Regions from separate parts of the Sus scrofa genome. Here all the other regions are linked to region 4. The links are chromatin contacts, called in public Hi-C and HiChIP or PLAC-seq maps. All regions are on one chromosome and are shown on one strand. Each heading gives the region's core, a stretch centred on a gene start, on an enhancer-like site or on the middle of the called end of the contact. The rest is flanking DNA. Distances are from core to core; before and after follow the strand shown. Region 1 holds the start of YWHAQ (14-3-3 protein theta). Region 2 holds the start of ASAP2 (arf-GAP with SH3 domain, ANK repeat and PH domain-containing protein 2). Region 3 has its middle 55 kb from the start of ASAP2. Region 4 holds the start of ITGB1BP1 (integrin beta-1-binding protein 1).

Region 1 (3,054 bases), core at 456-2,955, 170 kb after region 4:
ACTAATAAGAGTGAATCACAGCAGGCACCCTACTCCACCCAACAGCCACCCACGCTAAGACTGGACAGTTCAAAACCTGCAAAGTCCTCCTTGCCTCCTCCACACCAGATACGAATTCACTTCAACACATTCGTGTTTCAGCGTAGCTATGTCATAGCAAGGAAACGCTGTCAGGTACTGAAATTTGGCAGGACATTCGATTTAGCGGTGCTCTTTTCACTTTTACCAAATTCCCCCCTTTCCCCGTTTTTAACAAGGAAAAAGCTCAACAGATACTCTTGCTTGAAAAATGAAGCACCCATTCAGATTTTCGTAAAGTTCCACGACTAGGTTTGGAAAGAAAACCAAGCCTTGCTCACACACGTATCGAACAGGAGCCCGGCACCTTCTTTCAAAGGAAGCCTGACGCCTATGAATTGATTAACTACATTTAAAGGGTTCCCAGGTTTCCTCTGTAAGCTTGAACACGATGCTCAGTCTTGTACAAACCCACTCGCGTGTTTCAAAGTTACAATGGTGGGGAAGCAACCCAGCATCTAAGAAAAACCTACTTACCACTGGGGCGGGGAGAAGCAGCTTCTGGATCTCAAGAACTGAAATAACACAGCGAGCAGGCCAAGGCTATAACCTCCTCAAACCCTCGACGTCGGCAGACAATCGGGAAAGGCCCGGCCCGACTCGGTCCCCGTGAAATTCTCAAGGGAGGGCCTTACACAAAGGGGCCCCGGCGCCCCGGGACGCACGGCTCCCCGGCTCCCGCCGCCCGGCCTCCCGCCCCCGGAGGGTCGCACACTCACCAGGACCGTGGTGCAGATGGACCGCAGCTCGGACTCCACTTTCTCCCGATAGTCCTTAATCAGCTGCAACTTCTTGTCGGAGGTGTCGGTCTTCTGCTCGATGCTCGAGATGACCCTCCAGGCGGACCTGCGGCCCCCGACCACGTTCTTGTAGGCCACCGAGAGCAGGTTGCGCTCCTCGTTGGACAGCTCGGCGCCCTGCTCCGTCACGGCCTTCATGCAGGTGGCCATGTCGTCGTAGCGCTCGGCCTGCTCGGCCAGCTTCGCCTTCTGGATCAGCTCCGTCTTCTCCATGGGGCCGGGGACAGGGCAGCGAGGGCGAGCACCGACCCGGACAGCGAGCAGGCGTGCGGCGGGCCTGCGGGAGGGCGGGGGCAGGAGGGCGGGGGCGGCGCCGTCAGACAATGCGCCCGCCGCCCGGCCGCCCGCCCGCGGCGCCTTTTGTCTGTCCCCGCACGCGCGGCCCAGTTGAATTTCCCTCCCCCGCCCACGCTCCCCACGGGGCGCCCGGGAGGCCCGGGGGGCGCCCGCCCAGGCGGCCCCGGGCGGGAGAAGGAGGAGGAGGAGGAAGGGCCGCTCCCGCGCCCGCCCGGCCCAAGATGGAAGCGGCCGTTGGCCCGCACCTTCCCGCCGGAGCCGCCCCTGAGGAGAGCGGCGTCGAGGCCAGCGGCCGCTCCCCCCGGGGCTGGCCTCCCGCCCGGCTCTCAGGCCCGGCCAGGCCCGAGGAAGGCCGGGGGCGACCCTGGCGCTCACCTTCACGTCTCCGCGGCCGCGGCGCGAGTCCCACCACTTTGATCGGCTTTTGGCTTTAGCCGAGGACCCTCCCGTCTCAGCCTACCTCGGAGCCGAGAGGCGGGCCGCCGCGCGGCTGCCCTCGCTCCCGCCGCCCAATGGCGCGCCGAGAGGTCCCCTAGGGTCCCGCCTCCCGCTCCGCCTCTGGCCAATGAGCACTGAGCGCGCGGAAGGGGGCGAAGGGGGCGGGGCGGGAGGGGAAGCGGAGGCTAGGAGGGTGGGTCGGCTTGGGCAAGTTCGGTTGGCTCGCAGGCTGCGGCTTCGGCCACGGGGTTTCCTCCAATTAGATCCAGGGTAAAAGGACGTCACTGTTGCCATGGCGATGCTGTTACCAACTCCCCTCATCCTCCCCGCCACCCCCAGCCCTCGTGGGTGCGGCACGGGAGCGGGCGGTTCGCACGACCTCTCCTGCAGTGGCCGGGTCTCCTGCTGCAGCACCGCTGCAGATGGGGCATTGCATCTTGTGGGCTAATTAATGCAGCTGCGGCTCTCCTGAGCCCCGGTGAGGTCGGGCCTGGGAGGGTGATACCATCGGCTGTTTGTTGCACAAATGCCTTTCTTTCCTCCACCTTCCTATTCGTGACAAACGTTTGAAGCTCAGTACACAGAACCCAGCCTTTAATGACGTTGCGATGGGGACTGCGAATTAGATATAATCCCATCCCCATTAAAGAGGAATTCGTTTCTGGAGAAAGCGGCTTAAGCAAGGGTCTTACACGAGAAATTCATTTTCAGACGGGTACCTAAACCCTGAAGTTCCCTTGGAAAATACCAAAAAAAAAGTCCAGACAGGTCTCTCTGGCGATGCCAGATGTTGCGATTTTCTTTAAAATGGGAAATGACATGATTAAGGATAATCTGAAGAAACACACTCTTCCCCCAACTGTTTTTATATTTCTTTTCAGCATTCCCAGGTCATGTGTCTAAATTCATATTTTTCCCATCATTGTGGTCTTACATGTACATGCTTTTTATTTTCTGGTATTAATTTTGAAAGGACGCTTGCAAAGCTCAACTTCCCTCTCTAGATGTTGACTTCTGACTTTCTCCTTGTGAACACCCTTCTGGCATGAGAATGATCTGCCCAAATGCCTTTTATCCAGGGTCATGGCTATCCCTTTCCTTTCGCTTCAAACTGGGCACTCCCCTCCAGCCACTCCCTTCTCTCCTGGCACTCCCTGAATAAGGTGCTGTCCTGAGTGTCTGGGCTCAGGCTACCATGATTCCAGGTCCAGCCCAACACAGGGAAAATGGATCATTGAAAGTGAAGAAAGCCACTGCTGAGAAAGAATTTCAGATTCCAAGTAGAGCCTGGAACAGACTTGAAGACTCTAGAATGGAAGATCTGAGGGCCAACAGATGGCCGGAGAAGGTTTGGACTTTCCAGAAATCTAAACTCCCTCCCAGCTGCCCCTCCCAGTCCTGACTCGCAAAGGTTGCTTTGTGCTTTGACCGACAGGAGAGG
Region 2 (2,930 bases), core at 97-2,596, 180 kb before region 4:
TCTGTGCTGATGCAAACTCTTTACCGGATCAGTTATGGATGGATGAGCTTTGCCCCCTTCTGCTGCACGTTCTTGCTGCTTCTCTCACACACTGCCTGGGTACCCTCCACTTCCTTCAGGGTATCACTTCAGGGTTATTATCTTCCCACAGTGGGTCCTGGCCTGGTACCCCAAAGCTATTTCCAACTAACCAAGAAGGACGGAGGATTGTCAGGAAGAGATAAGGAGACACGACTGGGACATTAACCAGGGGTCCTGTAAGTACTTGGAAGCGCCCAGACTGCCACCCCAGGAGGACATGGATTTGAACCCCTACCGGGTCATTCAATCATGTACTCTCGGGAGCACCGCTTGTCTTCCGTGTAAAATCAATAGCCCTCTCTTTACCCGCCTGACAGGTTGTGACAATGGGGGGGTGGCGGGGGGGGCAATACGTAGCGCCCCAGAGCACTGTGGTCATTTCTCGTTCCTGTCCTGCCGAACCCCAAACTGGCGGGAGGCATCTGCCCGGCCGAGCCCAGCGTCCTGCAGGGGGCGAGCTGCTCACACGTTCGCCCGCGCCTGGACGGGTATCCCCGGCGGTTTCGGGGGGACACCCAGAAGGGCTCCAGGCCCGGGGTGGGGTAGGGACGAGAGGGGCGGACGCGGGCTCGGCCCGGGAGGGGGCGCGCGCCGCCGCCGCCGCCGGGCACGCGCTCGGGAGCCCGGGTGGGAGTCCAGGCCAGGGCGGGGCGGGTCCCCTCAGGGTCGGATGCGGGCCCGTCTGCTCCGCGGGCCCGGCGGGGCGCGACCCCGAACCCCGACGCGCGGCGGGCGCCCGAACGCCGAGACAATGCGGCGCGCGGCGGCGGGCGGGCGAGCGGCTCGGTGGGCCGGGGCGCGCGCCTCCTTCCTTCCTTCCTGCAGCCCCAGCTTCCCGGCGGCGGCGGCGGCGGCGGCGAGCGCGCGGATTGGCGGCCCGGCCCTCAGCACCGCCCCGCCCCGCGCCCGGCCGGCCGCCGCCCCCGGCCCGGACCCGCCCCTCTCCGCGGGAGTCGCTCGGGGCCCGCGGCTGGGTGGCGGGCACTTCCCGCCGGCTGTGCGCGTCCGCCTCGGGGCTCGCTCGGGAGCGCAGGCGGCGGCGGCGGAGCCCTCGGCGCGGCGGGCGGACGGGCCGGACCCGAGCTGCGCGGGGCTGCGCGCGCGGCCCCTGCTCCCGCCGCCCGGCCCCGCGGGCGGCCGACCTGCGCCCTGCGGCAGCTCGTGCGTCTCCCGCGGCGGCGGCGGCGGCGGCCCGCGCCCCGGCGCTTCCCTTTGTCCGCGGGCCGGGCGAGCTGCGGGCGCGGCGAGGGCGGCGGCGGCGGCGTCCGAGCGGCGGGTGGGAGCCCGCGCGGCGGCTGAGGCGGCGGCTCCCCCGCGGCCGGCCGCCCGCGCGTCGAGGCGATGCCGGACCAGATCTCCGTGTCGGAATTCGTGGCCGAGACCCATGAGGACTACAAGGCGCCCACGGCCTCGAGCTTCACCACGCGCACGGCGCAGTGCCGGAACACCGTGGCCGCCATCGAGGAGGTGAGCGGCGCCGCGCGGGCCTCGCCGGGCGGCTCCGGCCGCAGGTAGCGCCGCGCCCGCCCCGCCAGCCCGCCCCCGCCCCGGGCCCCCGCTCCCGCATCCCGGGAAAAGTTTCTGTTCCTCGGAATCCGGACGCGGCCGGGCGGACGCAGCCGAAACAGAAGCCCTTTGTTCCGTGGAGGTGGCTCGGAGGGGACGGCGGCGGGCGGGCTGGCTACCTCGGGCCTTTTGTGGACCCCTCCCTCCCTCGGTTCCCTCTCGGGCCCCGGCGGCCCCCTCGCCCCTCCGCGCCGCCAACTTTGGCCCGGGAGTCGACGCGGGCGGTGAGCGGGGTCCGCTCGTCCGCCGCGGCCGGGGTCGTCGGCTGCCCGCGGTCCCCCGGCGCCCACCTCCCAACTTGTCCAAGTGCGCCTGCCCGGCGCCTCCTGGGCGCTGCCCTGGGCCCCGCTCCGGCCGACGCTCGGGTGGATCCGGGGGACCCTGGCTGCCCGAGAAAGGTGTGCTCACCTTCGCCGGGAAGGCCTGAGCCACCCCGCAGCGCGCCCGGCGCGAGCCCGGGGAGCCCGGCTTCCGATCCCCAGGCCTTTGCTAGCCTCCCTCCCCCCAGGGACGCGGGTCTCACCTGCTCGCGCCCCTGGACGCCCCCCTTCGCCACCAGCCTGGAAAAGGCCCGATTTTGGTCAAGGTGCAAAGTCATCGTCTAGGGTTAAACTAGTAAGCCCTCCACATCCTGCGGAGAGAGCACTTAGGAACCAGCAAGCTTGGGGACAGTCGAAGCAGCCTGTGACCGAGGGTCCGAGTTTGAGAGCCCAGCCCTCTGCCTTCATTTTCCTCACCTGTCGAATGGGACTAGCATCCTCTCGGGGGTGGTTGGAAGGGTCATTGCGGTCAAGCGCTTGGCTGATAATAGGTGACTGGTTTATGTCACGTGCCTGCATTGAATAGATGATTCAGTCTGGCCTGGCCAGCATGTCCAGTTACATTCTTAAAATGGGGCACACTAGGTATTTTAGAAGAAGATGACTGGGATGGCGTGAGGGAGGGAGGTCACCAGAGCGCCTTCAATTAAGCCAGGGCACTCATTTTTTTGCCCACTTGAACAAAGCAGCTGCTGTTAGGAATTGCTTGGGGAAAAAAAATCCAGAATGTTTTCCCTCAATGGAAATTTTTTTCTTTGTAGACATAAACAGTCAATAGGAGGCTAAATCAAAAGTAGCAGATTCAGCATTCTGAATGTTTTAAGTATGGCTAGGGCATCCTCTGCCTCCCCCCCCTTTTTTTTTCTTTTTCTTTTTTGGGTGGAAGAGAGCTGCCTGTAAACCGTTTGTAGTGCGCGTCTGTGATCCCACATCGCTCAATTCTCTTGTATCAGCAAGGCTTAA
Region 3 (2,712 bases), core at 172-2,671, 230 kb before region 4:
TTTAACCTGAATCCAATCCCAAGGGAACAGCAGCCACATCCACACGGAGGGACAGTCTGTGGACAAACTGGCCCTTAATCATCCAAGTGCCAAGGCTGAGGGATGGCTCCAGGTTGTCAGAGACCAAGGAGGCCCACCACCAAATGCCAACGTGAACCTGAACCAGATCCTTTTACGACAAAGCCATCCCCGGGATGGCTGACGGGACGTGAATGCCAGCGACCAAAGCATCGCATCCAGCGTCTGTTGGGAGCGGCGGCTGCATTATGGCCGGATAGGAGGAAGTCCTTATTTGCAGGAAATATGCTGAGATATTTGCGGGTGATGGAGCATCATGGCAACTTACACTCAAACGAAAATGTGTCATTTGAGCTGAAGCCTTTCTGTAAGTTTAAGATTGTTTTGCATTTTTTAAAAAACTTTCCCTGTGCACTCACAAAACGATCTCTGGCAAATTCCAGAGAAGAAAAAGCAGGGCTCTATTCCTTCCAGTAGGAATTTAACCAGGAAAATCTAACTGCATGCACCCAGCATAAGAATCTGGTCTGCAGAATGGGGCTCCCTGGAGCAGAAGCTGACTGCTCTCAAATCCTGACAGCACAGACCTCAGAAAGACAGGACCCCAGCCCCTGTGTCAGCCCAGCCCTGAAGAGTGTGCACTCTGCTTTTCCTGAGCACTCTGGGCATATATGGGATTTGGAGTCAAAATGAGCAGGGATTGAATCTCAGCTCACGTTCACTGTGTGATCTTGGGCAAGTCGCTTAACCCCTCTGAGCCTCAGCCTTCTGCTGCGTATAATGTCCACTTTGTCAGGTTGTGGTGCAGATGAGAGAGAATTATGTAGACTGCTTGGTACAGTGCCGGCTTTCAGATATTGGACCTTTGGCAGGCTGCCTCAGAATCCCCAGGGAATCATTTCATGAAAAGAGATTTTCACAACCCACTCCAGAGGTTCTGATGGGGCTGACCTGCCCACTTTCGCTTCCACCTGCTCTCCCCCTTGGGCTGAGCTCAAACCAAAGTATGTGCCGTTTCCCAAATGCACCACGGCACTTCCTCTTACTGCGCCTCTGTACACACCCTTCACCCACATAGAAAGCCTTCCCCCTGTGTCTGATCGGAAAACTCCCACGCATCTTTCAAAGCACAGCTGAAACGTGTCTTCACGTCGTGACCCCCACTTCCCAGTACTCCCTTCTTTGAGCAGCTATTTCATCCATAAGAAGTATAATTATCTCCCTTTTCATGAACCTCTGTTATGTACCTTACATGTCACCTTAAGTGTGTCTTTAAAACAACCACACCAGGAACTAATCATTAGCCTCGTTTTCCTGTTTACATACAAAAAAGCTGAGTCTCAAAGAGCTTAAGTGGCTTAAGGCCCCACAGCTGGCAGGGGCAGAGCCAGAACTGTGCCTCCCGGCATCTCCAGCACTTGTCATCATTGTCTTGGCTCTGGACGTGCCCGCCTGTAAGCTCTCTGTTGACAGGGACTGGGTCCATTCTCCCCGGTCCCAGCTAGACTATCTCCCGATACACCAACAGTAGGGACCATAAACGTTGGCCCATATCTCCCAGGTCCACACCGCCTTCCCTCACACTGGACTTGCCCAGAGCTGGGAGCCTCTGAGGTTGGCTGAACTGTGTACCGGTGGAAGGTGATGGATCAGCATTTATCTTCCTCAGGGTGCAGAACTCAAACGAACCAGGAGATGGCGCCACTGCACCACTCAGGCCCCGCCGCGCAGCGCCATCGGGAGCGTTCCGTTGGGCGTGTGTCTGAGGCTGTGATGAGCTGAATCTGCAAAATTCAGACTTCATGGCTGGAAAAATTAACGTGCAAATGACAGAATAAAAATATAGGGAGACCATGAAATTGATACTGGCACCTCCCTCCTCCCTGGGGAAAAAATATCCTCCTTCCTTAAGTAGGAGTTGGCTTGCTAAAGCTTTCAGGAGACTCAGCCGGGGCTGGGCTTCTTACTGGAAAAAGCGCCAAGCCGGTGGCATCTAACCCCAAACAGCTGAGTGCGAGGGTGAATGTGACCCCGGTGTCTAGCCTCCCCACAGTGACATCCAGGTCCCCTCAGCCTTGGTTACAGTATTGGCTGCTGTTGACATAGTATCAAACAGGCTGACATTTTTCCAAAAGCCCAAATATGGTACACCCGGTTCCACAGAACATTCCAGAGGCAAATTGCTTCTGGAGAGCATCGCAGGGGGACCACCACGTGGGCTGATGATTTGGGGATGAAGAAGCAGGTCTGGAAAGCTGGGGAGCCGAGGGCTAAGACAAGAGCAGGTGGCTGCCGGCCACGTGGTGCCCTCGAGGGGAGCCGGGGCCTCTTCCTCTCCCAGGAATTTCTCTTTCAGGAGGCCTCTCCCAGGAGCCAGAGCCAAGCCTCTTCCTCCAGCTGGTATTCGGCTCCTACCTCCTCCCTCCCCGCGCGGCAGCGTCTCCTCCAAGCCCATGGCCTTCGGTGTCTGTCAGTGCGGACGTGGGTGAGATTCCTGAGGTGTGTCTGTCAAAGATGCCCCTGAGAGCCACTGCGAACACAGACATGAAATCAATGAGAACACACACATGCTCGGGGGTGCTGGGTACACAACTCTGCACGCATCATAGAATTGCACAGAACTGTCCACACACGGTATTAAACCGGGGAGGGCTGAGCAGGCTCAGGGGGGCAGCTCCTGGATTTGATACGAGA
Region 4 (3,039 bases), core at 20-2,519:
TAGGGCCAAACCTGCAGCATATGGAGGTTCCCAGGCTAGGAGTCTAATTGGAGCTGTAGCCATTGGCCTACGCCACAGCCACAGCAACACTAGATCCGAGCTGCATCTGCAACCTACGCCACAGCTCACAGCAACACCGGATCCTTAACCCACTGAGCGAGGCCAGGGATCAAACTGACAACCTCACAGTTCCCACTCGGATTCATTTCCGCTGCGCCACAACGGGAACTCCTTAGATATCTCAATCTTAGCATGAGTCGGTTATTGTCTACTTGTAACTATCTCACTCTGAACTGTGAGCTCCTCAAACGCTAGGTCCTTCATCTCTGAATACCCAATGCCTGGCACAGCCTGGCAGGGGACAAGCTTAATAAACCGGAGAGCATCTTGTCACTCAGATGACAACTCCCACACTAAGTGCCTATGGTGCCCTGTCCAGTGCTGGGTGCTATATCCTCTGAGCCTCTCCACGGACCAGCAAGGCTGCAGTATGACAGCCTCTTTCAAATGAGGCAGCTAAAGCTCAAAGTGCGCCCATGGCCACTAATAACGGGTAAGGCTAAGTTTGGAACCTTGGTAGAGGTGGCTTCAAAACTCTTTCTAGACCCCCTCCTGCTTCCCCACGTACTCCTTCCTCACTGTTGTGAGCGCTTGCCACGTGCTGATGCGCAGGACAACAGTAAACAAAACAGACCAACGCCGGCCCCGGGCGGTGGTTCGGAAAAAGGGCTGAAGCCCCAACGGGGGGAGACACCAACAGGAGCCCGCACAAAAAGTGAGCACTCTTCACCACGTCTGAAACCAGAGCCTGACACCGGGAGCAGCCCCGGGGATGCTCCCACCCCGTCCCCCTTTCCGACAGGACCCATCCACAGACCACATCCGTCGTCACCGGAGCGGCGGTCCCGCCCAAGACAGATATCAGGCACCAGGCACTGCCTTCTCCGCAGGCCCGGGCTCGCCCCTCAGCTCCTGCCGCGGCTCCCGCGCCGCCTCGGGGCCTAGAACACCGACCCCGGGGAAGGCGGGTCCCAGGAGAGACCGCGACCCCACCCATCTGCCTCCCCGCCGGCACCGCCCTCGGGGCCCGCGTTCCCGGCCAGGCTCGCCAGAGCGCGGCGAGGACCGGGATCTTACCTCACCGCCGCCTGCGGTCGGGGTCAGACACCCACTCCCGGGGGAGCCGGCGCCACAGCAGCCACCTCCGTTCCGATTCCAGCGCCGGCTCTTCCGGACCCCTGGCCCCGCCCTCCAGGCCCCGCCTCCGAAGGCTCGCGCAGGCGCAGTTCTGCCCGGCCCCAGGTTCCCGGGCCCGGGGTGGGGAGGAACCTCGCGAGTCCGGGTCTCCGACCGGAAGTCGAAGGGAGGAGCCTACGGTCGCGGCTCCCGGGGTCCCGGAAGTTGTGGCCTCGGTGAATGAGGTTCTTCCTTCTTTGGTTCCTTCTGGCTTCCAATTTAGATAGACTCCCGCGACCTGTTCCTCTTCCTGGCGTCGCCTCCACACTTCTGAGATGTCTGCGATTCCTGCAGAGGAGAGTGACCAGCTGCTGATCCGACCCCTGTAAGGGACCCGAGAGAGGGGCAATGCAGCCGCGGGGCTGTGGGGCGAGGAGGGCCGGATGGTTGGCCTCGCCAGTCGCCCCCCACGCCAGCCTGCCTCCGCAGGCTGCCCTTAGTCCGCAGTTGCCGGCCGAGCCTCTCCGGCTGAAGGGGTTTGGAGAACTGCCGATCGGAAGGGGCCTGCTGGGTTGAATGGGAGTTTGCTTTCTCGTGAGGCTCAGGGGAGCAGAGTATGTTAAATTTGGGGAGGGGGGGAAATGCCTCTGGGGCCGCTGGGCGCTTCCCTAGACGTCCAGGAGTGGCAAGCTCTAAGGGAACCCGTGATGCCGAGGACGGCCGGATGAGACGAGGACCTGGATACGGCTGTAGCAGTGCACGCTCCAGGACTTAATATTTGCCAAGATGTAAAAGAAGGAATAAACTAGGGCCTTGCTACGAGTTCCATTCTCGGAGAGTGGGGGAGGCAAAAAGTTGGAACGGAGAAAAAGCAGAGATGTTAAGGACGAAATCTCAGCCCCTGATTGTCCTTTCGTTGGAAATGGCCTGTTAGAGAAGCACATTATAGGTCTGGAATGCTGCTCAGAAAGGGAACTATAAATGTGGAGAACTTATCCTATAAGTCAGCAGTTTGAATCCACAAACAGACGTTTATTGTTAGATATGAGTTAGCACCACATGCACCTGTGTGCTCTTTTTCAGAAGCTAGAAAGTATTTCCTTTATACATTGATTTGATACAGACTCATTGAGCACCTACTGGGGACATAACACAAGTTAGCCACTGCTCAGTTCACCCCCGTCCTCTCTTCCTGTGTTCAGCAAACACTGAGTCCGTGCCAAGCACCACACTAGGCAGTAGGGATGTGGTAAGAGTGCTGAGTTCACTGAATTCACCCTTTTGGAGAGAATTGCCAAATGACAGGTCCTGGAGAGAGAGTTTGGAGTAAGAGCAGAGCATTGCTTTGGAGGCAGACCTGAAATCCCTTCTATACTCTTACCGATTCCTAGGACACAACATCACTGAACCCGTGTCCTCATGTGGAAATAATACAGCAACACTTAACTCTGCGGAGTAAAGGCCGTGGTACGTGCTCCGTCAATGGCGACTGCTATAGTGGCGTGGAAAGGCATTGCGCGGAGGCCGTGAGCGCATGGAAAAGGGGTTTCCAGCAGAGAAGAGAATGCCATTGCGTGCATCCTGAAAAATGCGATACGTGCGCTGAGTGGCAAAGAATGAGGAGGAATTAAAAATAGCTAAAGTGTGGGCGCAAGGATGTTCCAGGCAGAGCAGTTCTCAGTTTGTGGCCAGTCTCGTGGCTGCGGCTAAACAATTAGCAGATGAGCTGGTAGAGGCTTAGGAAGGACCTTGTATACATAGTAAGGAGTTGGCATCTTTATTGCCAGTTACTGGGAGCCAAGAAGGGATTTTAGGTGGGAATGAGATGTGGTGGGAATTTTGCTTTAGGAAGAGCAAAGATGC

Evidence for each region. Hi-C and Micro-C count contacts between places; a contact is called where the count stands out from the background. HiChIP or PLAC-seq counts read pairs in DNA pulled down with a chosen protein or histone mark.
Region 1: a contact with region 4 is called in an H3K27ac HiChIP or PLAC-seq map of alveolar macrophages. The contact joins the promoter of YWHAQ here to the promoter of ITGB1BP1 in region 4. A contact is called at or near these places in 1 of 5 promoter capture datasets (liver) and 1 of 2 datasets of contacts at active chromatin or transcription factors (alveolar macrophages).
Region 2: a Hi-C map of embryonic fibroblasts shows a contact between it and region 4, with 1.9 times the contacts expected there. The contact joins the promoter of ASAP2 here to the promoter of ITGB1BP1 in region 4. A contact is called at or near these places in 1 of 5 promoter capture datasets (liver) and 3 of 47 Hi-C or Micro-C datasets (embryonic fibroblasts, heart right ventricle and retroperitoneal adipose tissue).
Region 3: an H3K27ac HiChIP or PLAC-seq map of alveolar macrophages shows a contact between it and region 4. The contact joins the enhancer-like site here to the promoter of ITGB1BP1 in region 4. A contact is called at or near these places in 1 of 5 promoter capture datasets (liver), 10 of 47 Hi-C or Micro-C datasets (alveolar macrophages, embryonic fibroblasts, heart right ventricle and 5 more) and 1 of 2 datasets of contacts at active chromatin or transcription factors (alveolar macrophages).

What each region holds. Positions count from the first base shown.
Region 1 is chr3:126,737,446-126,740,499 of Sscrofa11.1, reverse strand. It overlaps YWHAQ (14-3-3 protein theta), which reads right to left and starts at 1,705. Exons shown (of 6, transcript XM_021087862.1): 1 at 1,551-1,705; 2 at 798-1,155. The coding sequence starts at 1,091.
Region 2 is chr3:127,081,363-127,084,292 of Sscrofa11.1, reverse strand. It overlaps ASAP2 (arf-GAP with SH3 domain, ANK repeat and PH domain-containing protein 2), which reads left to right and starts at 1,346. Exons shown (of 28, transcript XM_021087867.1): 1 at 1,346-1,548. The coding sequence starts at 1,423.
Region 3 is chr3:127,136,275-127,138,986 of Sscrofa11.1, reverse strand. No RefSeq gene overlaps it. Among named protein-coding and RNA genes, the nearest start is that of ASAP2, 55 kb to the right of the region's middle. Within about 2 kb of position 1,421, at least 10 of the 83 cell types and tissues checked have an H3K27ac peak or open chromatin away from gene starts, as enhancers often do. A contact at or near this core is called in alveolar macrophages, where this site is marked.
Region 4 is chr3:126,904,009-126,907,047 of Sscrofa11.1, reverse strand. ITGB1BP1 (integrin beta-1-binding protein 1) reads right to left here and starts at 1,269. Exons shown (of 7, transcript XM_005662751.3): 1 at 1,138-1,269. CPSF3 (cleavage and polyadenylation specificity factor subunit 3) reads left to right here and starts at 1,349. Exons shown (of 19, transcript XM_013996349.2): 1 at 1,349-1,561; 2 at 2,568-2,643.